2 separate regions of the Capsicum annuum genome follow, and region 1 is linked to region 2. Evidence: chromatin contacts called from public Hi-C data. All regions are on one chromosome and are shown on one strand. The core of a region is the stretch at or near the end of the contact, and the rest is flanking DNA. Distances in the headings are between cores, read along the strand shown. Region 1 holds the start of LOC107844754 (NAC domain-containing protein 6). Region 2 has its middle 70 kb from the start of LOC107844351.

Evidence for each region. A called contact is a pair of places that touch in the nucleus more often than the background predicts.
Region 1: a Hi-C map of placenta shows a contact between it and region 2, with 4 times the contacts expected there. The contact joins the promoter of LOC107844754 here to the enhancer-like site in region 2. A contact is called at or near these places in 2 of 5 Hi-C or Micro-C datasets (leaf and placenta).

Annotation. Positions count from the first base shown.
Region 1 is chr10:133,205,831-133,211,297 of UCD10Xv1.1, reverse strand. It overlaps LOC107844754 (NAC domain-containing protein 6), which reads right to left and starts at 3,142. Exons shown (of 3, transcript XM_016689105.2): 1 at 2,850-3,142; 2 at 2,480-2,748; 3 at 1,249-2,012. The coding sequence starts at 3,015. The coding sequence ends at 1,548.
Region 2 is chr10:133,098,270-133,103,740 of UCD10Xv1.1, reverse strand. No RefSeq gene overlaps it. Among protein-coding and RNA genes, the nearest start is that of LOC107844351, 70 kb to the right of the region's middle. Within about 2 kb of position 3,705, at least 5 of the 5 cell types and tissues checked have an H3K27ac peak or open chromatin away from gene starts, as enhancers often do. A contact at or near this core is called in leaf, where this site is marked.

The DNA.
Region 1 (5,467 bases), core at 1,893-4,392, 110 kb before region 2:
TTAATTAGCATCAACAAGAATTATGACTATGACATAGGTTACTCGGTGAATATTTCTTTCGAAGGGGGGTTGCTGTATTTTTTTTCGTTCCAATTATTATTTTTTGGCTAAAAAACTGCTTTTCTTTTTTTTTTTTCCTTCAATTTTTTAAATACAATTGTATAGAATTGTATAATTATTTTATAGAATATGTACATATATAAGATATATGTATAGCAACTATATAGGATCGTATGGAAAATGTATGGTTGTTATATAGAGTTATATATGTATATATATATGTATAAAAAACATATAGAAACCGTATAGAATGTATATAAAAACTTTATATTGTTGCATAAAAAAGGTATTTGAATAATAATTGCAGCTAAAGGTTGTAGAATGTGTATAAAACCTGTATAATTATTGTATAGAATGTGTAAGAAATTGCGTAATTATTGTATAGAATATATCTTTTTATATATGATGTGTATAGAAACTGTATAAATGTTGTATTGAATATGTATCTGAATAATTATTGCAACTAAAGGTTGTATAAGATGTGTATAGAAACTGTATAATTGTAGTATAGAATATGTATTTGAATTATTATTGCAACTAAATATTGTATAGAATGTTCTTAGAATTTGTATAATTGTTATACAAAATATGTATCCATATAGGATGCACATAGAACTTGTATCATTGTTAAATAAAAATGAGTTTATCACGATTTTAGTATTGTATCAGTATTGTGTATATGTAACAAATGTTGTATTATATGTGTATATATGTATTCTATTATCTGTATGTATCAATACTTTAGGATATTCATATATCTAGTGTATTGTCTCTCTCTCTCTCTATATATATATGTATATGCAATACCTTTCGAATTTGAGACTTAAACAAGTCTGTCTTTGACCGAAATTTTTCTTATATTTTCTTTAAATATTTTGAATTGACAATTATTGTGATTTTTAAAGTACTTTTTACGTATTTTTCAAATACATAAATCTTATTTCAAAAAACTTAGAAGATATTATATTCAAATCTACAGTCACTCAAACTATTTGACTCTTGGCAAGTGAGAAGTGTTGGATATATTGAGATAGAGGGAGTAGCGCATTTTTTCAGTGTTCGTTGATAAAGTGCCTGTAGGCTGTAGCGCTTAGGCTACATTACTAATTTATGTCGATTATAGTTTTTATCGGATGTCCCCTAAGGGACTATGGACATTAAGGAACTGAAATAATTATCCGTCAGTACTGTACAAATTAGAATTTACCATTTGAAAATTTACGTTAAAGCTCGACTTTCAATACCCAGAATTTATCAACCAAGATATTATACCGCTACTTGGGAAAAAAAGAAAAAATACTACATAGGGAACCATTAAGGTTACCATGAACAAAGACCTTAGGCGGTCAGCTGGTTAGGTGTTGGCTGTGAGCATATCACTATTATTCTTGAAAAAATCCCTGGGAAGTGGAAATGATGGTTAAGAATACTAAGTCAAGTTTGATTAAAACTGACTACTGATTAATTAACCATTCAAATTTATCTGCCTAAAAGTTATGCACAAATGCTGAAGGTGTCAAACTGAAATTATCAAGCCAAGGACTACGCAATTGCATCCAAACAGGGTCTTGACTAAAGTCCATGCTGAATTTAGGGACGTGCAACTCAGCCAGGTTGTCTTGCCCATTCAGTAATTTTGGCCTGAAGTAATTACTCTCGCCTTTGACTTCTCCTGATACTTCGTATTGGTTGTTCTCAGTAACTGATAAAATATCCTCTTCTACTTCATCCTTGGCGATTGACATCAAGAACCCGTGGCTCTGATAAGTTATTGACGTGGCCATTAGTTCATGATGTTCGTTGCAAAATGACACGGTGTCTATGGGCTGGGTAATTGAACAAGGAGATACATCTACATGCTTTGCGGTCTTTATTTCTTCTTCAATTGCAGCCCTCTGCTCCAACACCTTTAAAGAGGTCGCTTTCCTGTATATTTTGCACAACACTATGTCCTGCATTTAGAATTTTGAATTCAGTATCTTCATATGGTAACTTAGATAATTTATTGAGCGGAATTGTAGTTACTTGAATGTTCCATGTTATATAGATGTTTTTTTCATTTTAGAATGTTCAAAACAGTATGATATCTTTATACATTTGAAAATTCTTCACCTTAAACTTTTCACCATATCATAATTACATGCTTTTATAACTATAACGATATTATGTCATGTTCAAAATTACAAGTTTCAAAGAAATATTTATTAAGGTTGATCTAAAATTTGAATTTTTTGGGCTCAGGCTCAAACCATCCACTGGGTTCAAAATCTGTTGTTTGTACTTATTTACTGATGTTTAAACACATGTATTATCTTAAGTCATAGCTATTGAGTTCAAATTGATATGTATCTAAGACTTTTTTTTTTTTTCCTTAAATTTTGCTATTCAAATGAAGGAAAAATACTGAAATATATAATACCTGAGGTGACGAGAAAGGATCAGGTAAACGAAACTCATTCATGACCCAATCTGTCTTAGAGCCTCGAGGCGCTCTGCCAGTATAGAAAACCAGTGTCTTCTTGAGGCCAATTATATTCCTAGGATGTGATAAACCAAAAATCTTTTTATCAGAACCAGTTGCCTTCCAAAATCCCTTTTGAGTAGTCCTGTTAGGGCGCCCTCCACTGCCATGTTTTCTATACCTTGGCACAAAAAAGTACCATTCTCTCTCGCCAATAGTCGCCAGCCCTACTCAATTAGGCATACGACCACATTATATAAATGTTGTTACATGTTGTAAGACATTTAAATTACAAATTGCATAAAATGTTGGGAATATTTCGATATACCTGGCAGGTCCCAAGGATCATGACTATAAATGTTGAGAAGACCAATTACATCGCATCGCAATTTCCTACCTAAGACCTTATTTTTGAGGTAAAATTCAAGAAGCTCTTCTTCTGTTGGATGGAAGCGGAAGCCTGGCAGATCAAGCTCCATTGCTGATTCTTCCATTATTCGGACGATCACCTTTCCTGATTTAATTTTGTTTTTCAAGTTGCGTGGTGAGTACAGTAAAGTATATTAGTTGGAGTAAATCATATCAGACCAAGGAATATATTTATAACCGAAACAACTAGGAAGAATAGAGTATTATAAGAAAGACTTACTGGTATAAGGTACCAAGTCTTTGAGTCTTTCCTCGAGACTTTGACGCGTTTATGGACAGTGTTGTCAATACGTGGGACATATTCTCGATATTGACATCAATTTTTTTCTAGGAAAATTATATAGATATATTATATTTAGAAAATATGTATCACCTATGATGATAAATTTTTTCTCCAGATATAAAAATTATAACAATATCTATATTATGTGTATAATTCACTTTTAATACATAATGCAGTTTTCTTATCCAACAAATATAATATAATTTAAAATACTTATAATATATCTATTACATACATTATTCACTTCAATACATATTATAGTTCTATAAATGATAATAAGCAAAAGATATGTTTAAAAGTAGTACTAATTATTTTTATATATTGTATATAATAAAGGAGAACAGTTTAACCTATAATTATGTCAAGTGACATTTTAAGAACTAACATCTTACAACAAAAAACTAATTTCTAGATTATTTAAATATTTTATATTAATTTCATATTTATTTCATATCTATATATCTATACATATAATAAAGGAGAATAGTCTAACTTATAATTATGCCAAGTGACATTTCAAAAACTAGCATCTTACAACAAAAAACTATTTTCTAGATTATTTAAACATTTTATATTAATTCCATATTTATTGCATATCTATACATATAATAAAAGAGAATAGTCTAACCTATAATTATGCCAAGTGACATTTTAAGAACTAGTATCTTACAACAAAAAATTATTTTCTAGATTATTTAAATATTTTATATTAATTTCATATTTATTGCATATCTATACATATAATAAAGAAGAATAGTCTAGCCTATAATTATGCCAAGTGGCATTTTAAGAACTAGCATCTTACAACAAAAAATTATATTCTAGATTATTTAAATATTTTATATTAATTCTATATTTATTGCATATCTATACATATAATAAAGAAGAATAGTCTAGTCTATAATTATGTAAAGTGACATTTTAAGAACTAGCATCTTACAATAAAAAATTATTTTCTAGATTATTTAAATATTTTATATTAATTTCATATTTATTGCATATTATGGTAAAAACAACAAAGTTTGACTCATATTGGATGAAAACTATTAAGATTGACCCCTATTAAATGAAGACAACTTGAATTTTTCCTTAAAATCGTCTTCTTGAATTATATATGTTTAAATTCTTCCAAAAGATTTGTGAGAATTATTGTTTTTAAAATTCATGACGCCACAATCATGTATTAGTCGATTAATATAATCAAATAATTTCTCTCTATATATATAATAAAAGAGAATAGTCTAACTTATAATTATGTCAAGTGGCATTTTAAGAACTAGCATCTTACAACAAAAAATCAAGAAAGTAACATGCACAATTAATTTAAATAATATAGATAATAATATTATTTAAAAAATATTTATGATTTCACTATAATTTAGTAAATCAAGAAAGTAATACAAAAATATCAATTAGAGAATAACCAATTAATAATCAAGTAACTTATAAGGAAAATATTATTGTGAGCAAAAAGTCAGTTCAAAATTAAAAAAAAAAATATTATGAAAAAGACGTCATCACTCAAAAGATGTATATAATTAATTTAAATAATAATATTATGCATAAATAGAACATTTATAATTTTATTATAATTGACTAAATTAAGAAAGTATCAAGAAATATCAATTAAGAGAATAAACAATTAGTAATCAAATAATTTATATGGAAAACAATCATAATAATCAAAGAATCATTCCAAAATTTAAAATATTATGAAAAAGATGTCATCACTCAAATAATAACTTTGGACTACAAAAATAAATAAATTTATTTTAATATATTTCAAGTAATTTATATTTTAAAAATATGCATTCATATTTATTGGAAGCATTTTCATTCGATATATTTCAAGTAATCTATATTTAAAATAATGTGCATACATATTTAATGAAAGAATTTTCATAATTAAGAATAACTATCAATAACTAATAATACTATCATTCTATATTAGGAAGTGAACAAATGATAGTCTTAAATTTAAAGGAGGATAGATTGAAACTAAATAAATACTGAAATTTTTTAAAAATGAATATTACTATACAAAAAAAGACTGCATAATATTTATTGAAAATAACTACTAAAATACATATTCGTAATTAATATTTCAAGTCAAATAAAATTTTACGTTATAAAAATATTATTTAATTGACCAATTATATAACTTTATATATGTCTGCAAGAATAATTATGGATTTTAAAATAATTAAATTTAAAAAAGATACTTTTTTTATGAA
Region 2 (5,471 bases), core at 2,456-4,955:
TTTTTTAAAAAATGGTCACCCCATGTCCTTTTCCCTTTGTTTTACGTTAAATTCAATAAAATAAGTCCAAATTCTAAAATATCAAAAATTAAGTCATTTCATTTTAAGTTTCAATTTTTACTTGAAACTAGATTTTGTAAATAAAAACGTAGATTTTGTAAATAAAAATAATATATTTGTGTTTTGTACTATTGACTCTTAAATACTAAATAGTATATGTACCTAATTTTCACTTTTAAACTAAATCCCAATTCAATCTCCACCTCAACCCATTTAATAAGAAAAATAATTTTTTAATGAAAAAAAAAAAGAAAAGTGACAACTACTTTTTCTATAAATTTTTCTTAAAAATTCTTTGCTTACCCAAATCCCTACCCGTCCCACCTCAAAAAAATATATATAAATAGTATATATACATGATTTTCACATTTAAATTAAATTCTAATTCAATCTCCACTTCAACTCATTTAATAAGAAAAATAATTTTCTTAATGAAAAAGAAGAAAACAAGTGACAACTACTTTTCTTTATAAATTTTTCTTAAAAATTCATTCCTTACCTCTACCCACCCCACCTCAAAAATAAATAAATATATATATATATATATATATATATATATATCTAGTTTTTTCTTTTTTGAATTCACTACAAACCCCCTCGCCCTCCCCCTCCCCTCCCCACACAAAAAAAAAATTAACTTTTATTTAAAAAAATTTTTCATGAATAATATTATTTTGGAAAACATTTTTTCTCCATGCCGAACACACCAATAGTATATTTTATTTCATTGTTATAATGCTTGGCGACTTTAAAAATTTTAGAACTTTTTTTTTATTTTTTGATTTAAAATTTAAATTGTAGTTACAAAAGGTAAATATCAATATATTAATATTTTTTAGATTTTATGGAAATTTTGACTTTTGAAGAGCCGCCACTTAATTTTGAAAAAGAATTAAGAAACCTTTATAAAATACTTTAAACAATCCAAAACAGAAAATCGTTTAAATTTAAAGATTTCGAGTAAGCGGTTCCTATTAACGTTTTAGGAAGGTTTAAGGCACCTAAAGTGTCCGCTAACTTGCGATTAGTCGGACTGCTTGAAAATATCGTTTGACTAACTTCAATAAAATTGGTTGTTGAAAAATAATTGATTTTAGACAATGATTTGTGTAAAATAAATTTGGACGATTTAATAGGGATTTTAACTAAGTCTAAACAAATGAAAGATAAATTAACACATAAAAGGGGGAAAGGAGAGAAAACAAAAGACTTAGGCCATTGGGCCCAAATCAACGAAACATGTCCTAATCTTATTTAGCTTTTGACCCACTTTTATCTGTCCTAATTCTATGTTTTCGAGCCTTTTGGCTCAAAATTCGCTTCACCTGTATTAAATTTACAACTTGGCTTCAAGACCCAAATGAATAAATAATGAAATAAAGAAATAAGACAACAAATAAATCAATACATGAGACATCAATAAATAAATAAGACTTTCAAGTCTCTTAGCCACTTCAAATATGGGACTTTAATCCCTTCCTCTTCTTTCAACTTTTCATATTCATATGCCGTGTAATAGGCTTTAGACTCTCTTTCGGGCTTGACTCAAATGATGGCCTTATTGGCCCATTAGGGAATGCAAACAGTCCGTTTGTACTTCAACGAATTTTCATGCAAAAAAGAAAAAGAAAGAAGAAAATAGAGAACATTAATACGTGACTAATGAAGGGAAAGAGAAATAAAGTTAAAACACCGAAAATAAAGGAAAAAAATTAAATTAGTTAACCCACGGTTTATCGAAGAGGGAAAAAAACTAGATAAAAATATTGCGGATTTAACTAAACGTAGATGAATCTTAAACAATCACAAGCCGATTAGCTTCTCCAATTTTCTTAGGATAAGAAATGTCCACTGAATCTTTACTAGATTTGTAATTTTCCATTTAAAAAGTTAAGATGATCAGATGGAAGTAACTGATAAGATTAAGGGGTCCAACATTTGTTCATTAGCACCAAAGGAAGACAACAAACTTGTGTCCACTACCATCTTAAGCCAAAAAGCAAATAAACTGAAGTAAAATAGATATAAACCTTTCTTAAGCCATGTAAGCATCCAAAAACTTCAAATAAGAAATTTCAACACACTACAAAATCTGATTGTAAAGGGTTTCTAGTATTTCTACCAAAAAGCAAGTAAAACTATTGATAAAGAATACAAATATCTGCTGCAAAGAAGCTATGTAACCAAGTCACAAGTATATTGAACGAGTAATTAGAACAACCAAATAAAGAAATAAAAGGTAGATTTAAATATGAAAAACAGATAAACAGTTCATCAAACAAAATAATACCAACATGGGCGAGATTAAAATGAGATAGACAAAAAAATTCGTAAATGCAAAAAGTAGACGTAAAACAAAGAGCCATTTTAGTATATAAGTGTTTACAGTTTCCTTCTGACTCCTCTTTAAAACGCTCAACAACAAAAATTTATAATCAAATAATAAAGATTCAATCTTGTACATTGAAAAATATAATCTCTATCGTAACGAAAAATCCTAACTCTAATTTTTTTTTCCGACAAACTAATCACACCAAAAAGAAACACAAAATTCAATATTTATCACAAATCAACCATATGCATTCAAAACAGATTATCTCTATCATAAAAAAAAGCCCCTAACTCCAATTTTCCTTCAATAAACTAATCAAGAAAGTAATCATCAATCAACACAACTATTAATTTAAGACTACATGGTTGACAGGTCTCTTTCAGCTTATTAACTAAAAATCTTCAAATCAAGAACGTCAAGAATACCGTCTTAACAACAAATTGCCATCCTCTTTGCGATACCCTACGGCTTCAAAACCTCTACAACAACTCCCAGCACACAATATACTAATCAAAACTACTACGACTACCACTATTACAATGCAACCACATGAGAAAAGAAAATTCAAAGACTAACCGGATGATGGTCAGCAAAATGGGACCACGAGTTAACGACAAGATTCCGACCACCAGAAAAACCTCACAGCTACTTCCACAATTTCGACGCCCTTATATATATATAGCTTTTCTTGAGAGCTATGAAGGGAGTGTTTTCTTGAGAGCCTTTTTTTCCACCTTTCGAGAGCTCCTCCATTTTGCTCACAAATATGCTTTATATAGAACTAGAAAAGCACAGGGGCAATTTGGAGACTTTCAGTGGGAAATTCAAAATTCAAACTGAGGATAATGTTATCTTGTTCCCCGATTGTACCAATTTTGTTATTTTTTTTAAGAATAAGAAAAAGGAGAATTCCCTCAAAACCAATGAAATCCGCACACATATGTACGAATTCGTATGGATTAATCCAAAATTCTAGGGATTTGGACGTTGGGATGAGCCAACTCACCATATTGTAGAAGATTCGACCATTTTTTATAGAAAAGAGAGGAAACAAAAACGGGAAAGGGAATTTCGCACAATTGTTGAGTTGTTCGGGTTGGTTTGGGCATGGGTCGCTGGGTCGGATTCAGGTTTTGCAAGGAGCTGTTGTCGCTATTGATAAGATTGTTGTCATGGTTTTGTTAGTTGTACGCTTGTTGAAGTTGTACCTATTTTATGGTGGTGTTGTTGATCAGATAAAGATGAAAAGGGGATTTGGGCCGGGTTGGATCGTTTCTTCAACTGGGTCGGTGTGTATAATTGGGTTGGGGCAGATTATTTGGTTAAAAGGGATTGGCCTGAGGACTTTGGGCTGTTATTGGTTTAAATCGGATGGGTCATAAGATTGTTAAAATTTTGGGGGTTATTTAAAACTTAACCCCCAATTGCAATTTAGAATTTAGTCGAATTTGATTAATATTTTGATCAATTTGAAAATTAAATTGGCCCATTGAATTGCAAATGTAGTCAATTTGATTTCAATTATGGTCAAATTTAATGAATTAACTAAATTCAATCGAAATTCGATACGAATTAATACCTTATTTAATCTCGAGCTTCTTGATTTGATAAGGTCAAACACATATTTATTCAAATAAATTAATTTATTTTGATAAAATCAAATACATATTTATCCAAATAAATTATTTTTAAAAATAAATTACATTTAAATCAAGATTTTAATTATTATATTTATTTTTAAAATAATCCTTAATTAGAATCTGATATTCCATAGAATAAATATTTTAAGTAATCAAATTATATAATATCGTATAATTGAACACGATAATATATAATCACTACTTAAAATGATAAAATTACGTACAAAAAATATTTTGAATTTTTTTTATTCGGATGAAATAAATATTTTGATTTTATTAAAATTCGAAAAAGCTTAGGATTAAATTTAGTCATGGAGGGCAAAAAATAGGTGTCAACAACTGCCCCCTCCCTTTGGGTAGGGTGGATGTAAGTAACCCTGAGCAAAGGGAGGTTGACGTTCCTAATTTTTGTCCGATCACATATTCGAATCTGAAAGAGGTTGATTTTCGCACGAGTTTCATAGAGTTATGGCCGAACCTCCATATCAGGTTTCCTACATATCTCAGGTTACATGAGAATTCAGGCCACTTGTAGTTCATAAAGCTTGATTTTAAGCATGATTTTAAAAAAATTCATAAGCTATATCGATTTTGGAGTTTTTGGTGAAATCGAAAAGCTGGGGAATAGAGGGATTTGGGGGGAAGTTAGAATGCAGTCGAGTTTTCTACATAGATCCCAGCCTACATATCTCTGAGACGCAGGGAATCAGACTGTTTGTAGTTCGACTCAATTGGTAGAAAATATAGTCTTTTATTTTAGATGATCTCTGACTCAGGATGAGTGGCAAGTTGTTCAAGTTATGAAAAAGAGGTGTGTAAACTCTTAACCATGAACGTGGAGAACTTTACTTTCATAGGTAAGAACTTACCTGGACATAATTTCCAAAACTCTAGGTGTCTTATCACCCGAATTTGAAAGAAAGAGAAGTTTATCCTCGGTATGAGTTTAGAAATATACTGAAGGTGAAGCTAAAACCGAAATATCCCAAAAATTCCCACATTCCTTATAATAGGGGTATGGTTAGATGGTGGTGTTGATCATCCTTTAGCTCGCGTCCAAAGAGTTTGACATCTCTCTCTAGACTATGTCCCATTTTGCTGCTAAGAAAGAGTTCCACGTTATACTGCATCCTATCTGGAGTCATCTGCACCGATGGTTTTGATTTGAGATTTTCATCCTCTCGGATGCTCTCGACAATGTCTTAAACAAAAGTGTTAGTGCTAAACATAATTCACGAAAGAGGTATATAGTCTTTACCATATCTCCATGTAAGTTGTTGCCTGAAAAATAAAGTCATCCCTTTCATGTACCTATTTGGAAGGAAATAACTTACAACAATAGACATAACAACTCTTTTGGTTGTTTTATAATTATCTCATTTGTCGATTGACTATGTCTTCAAGGTGGGGTGGTCCTTTTAGACACCGATGCACTTTAT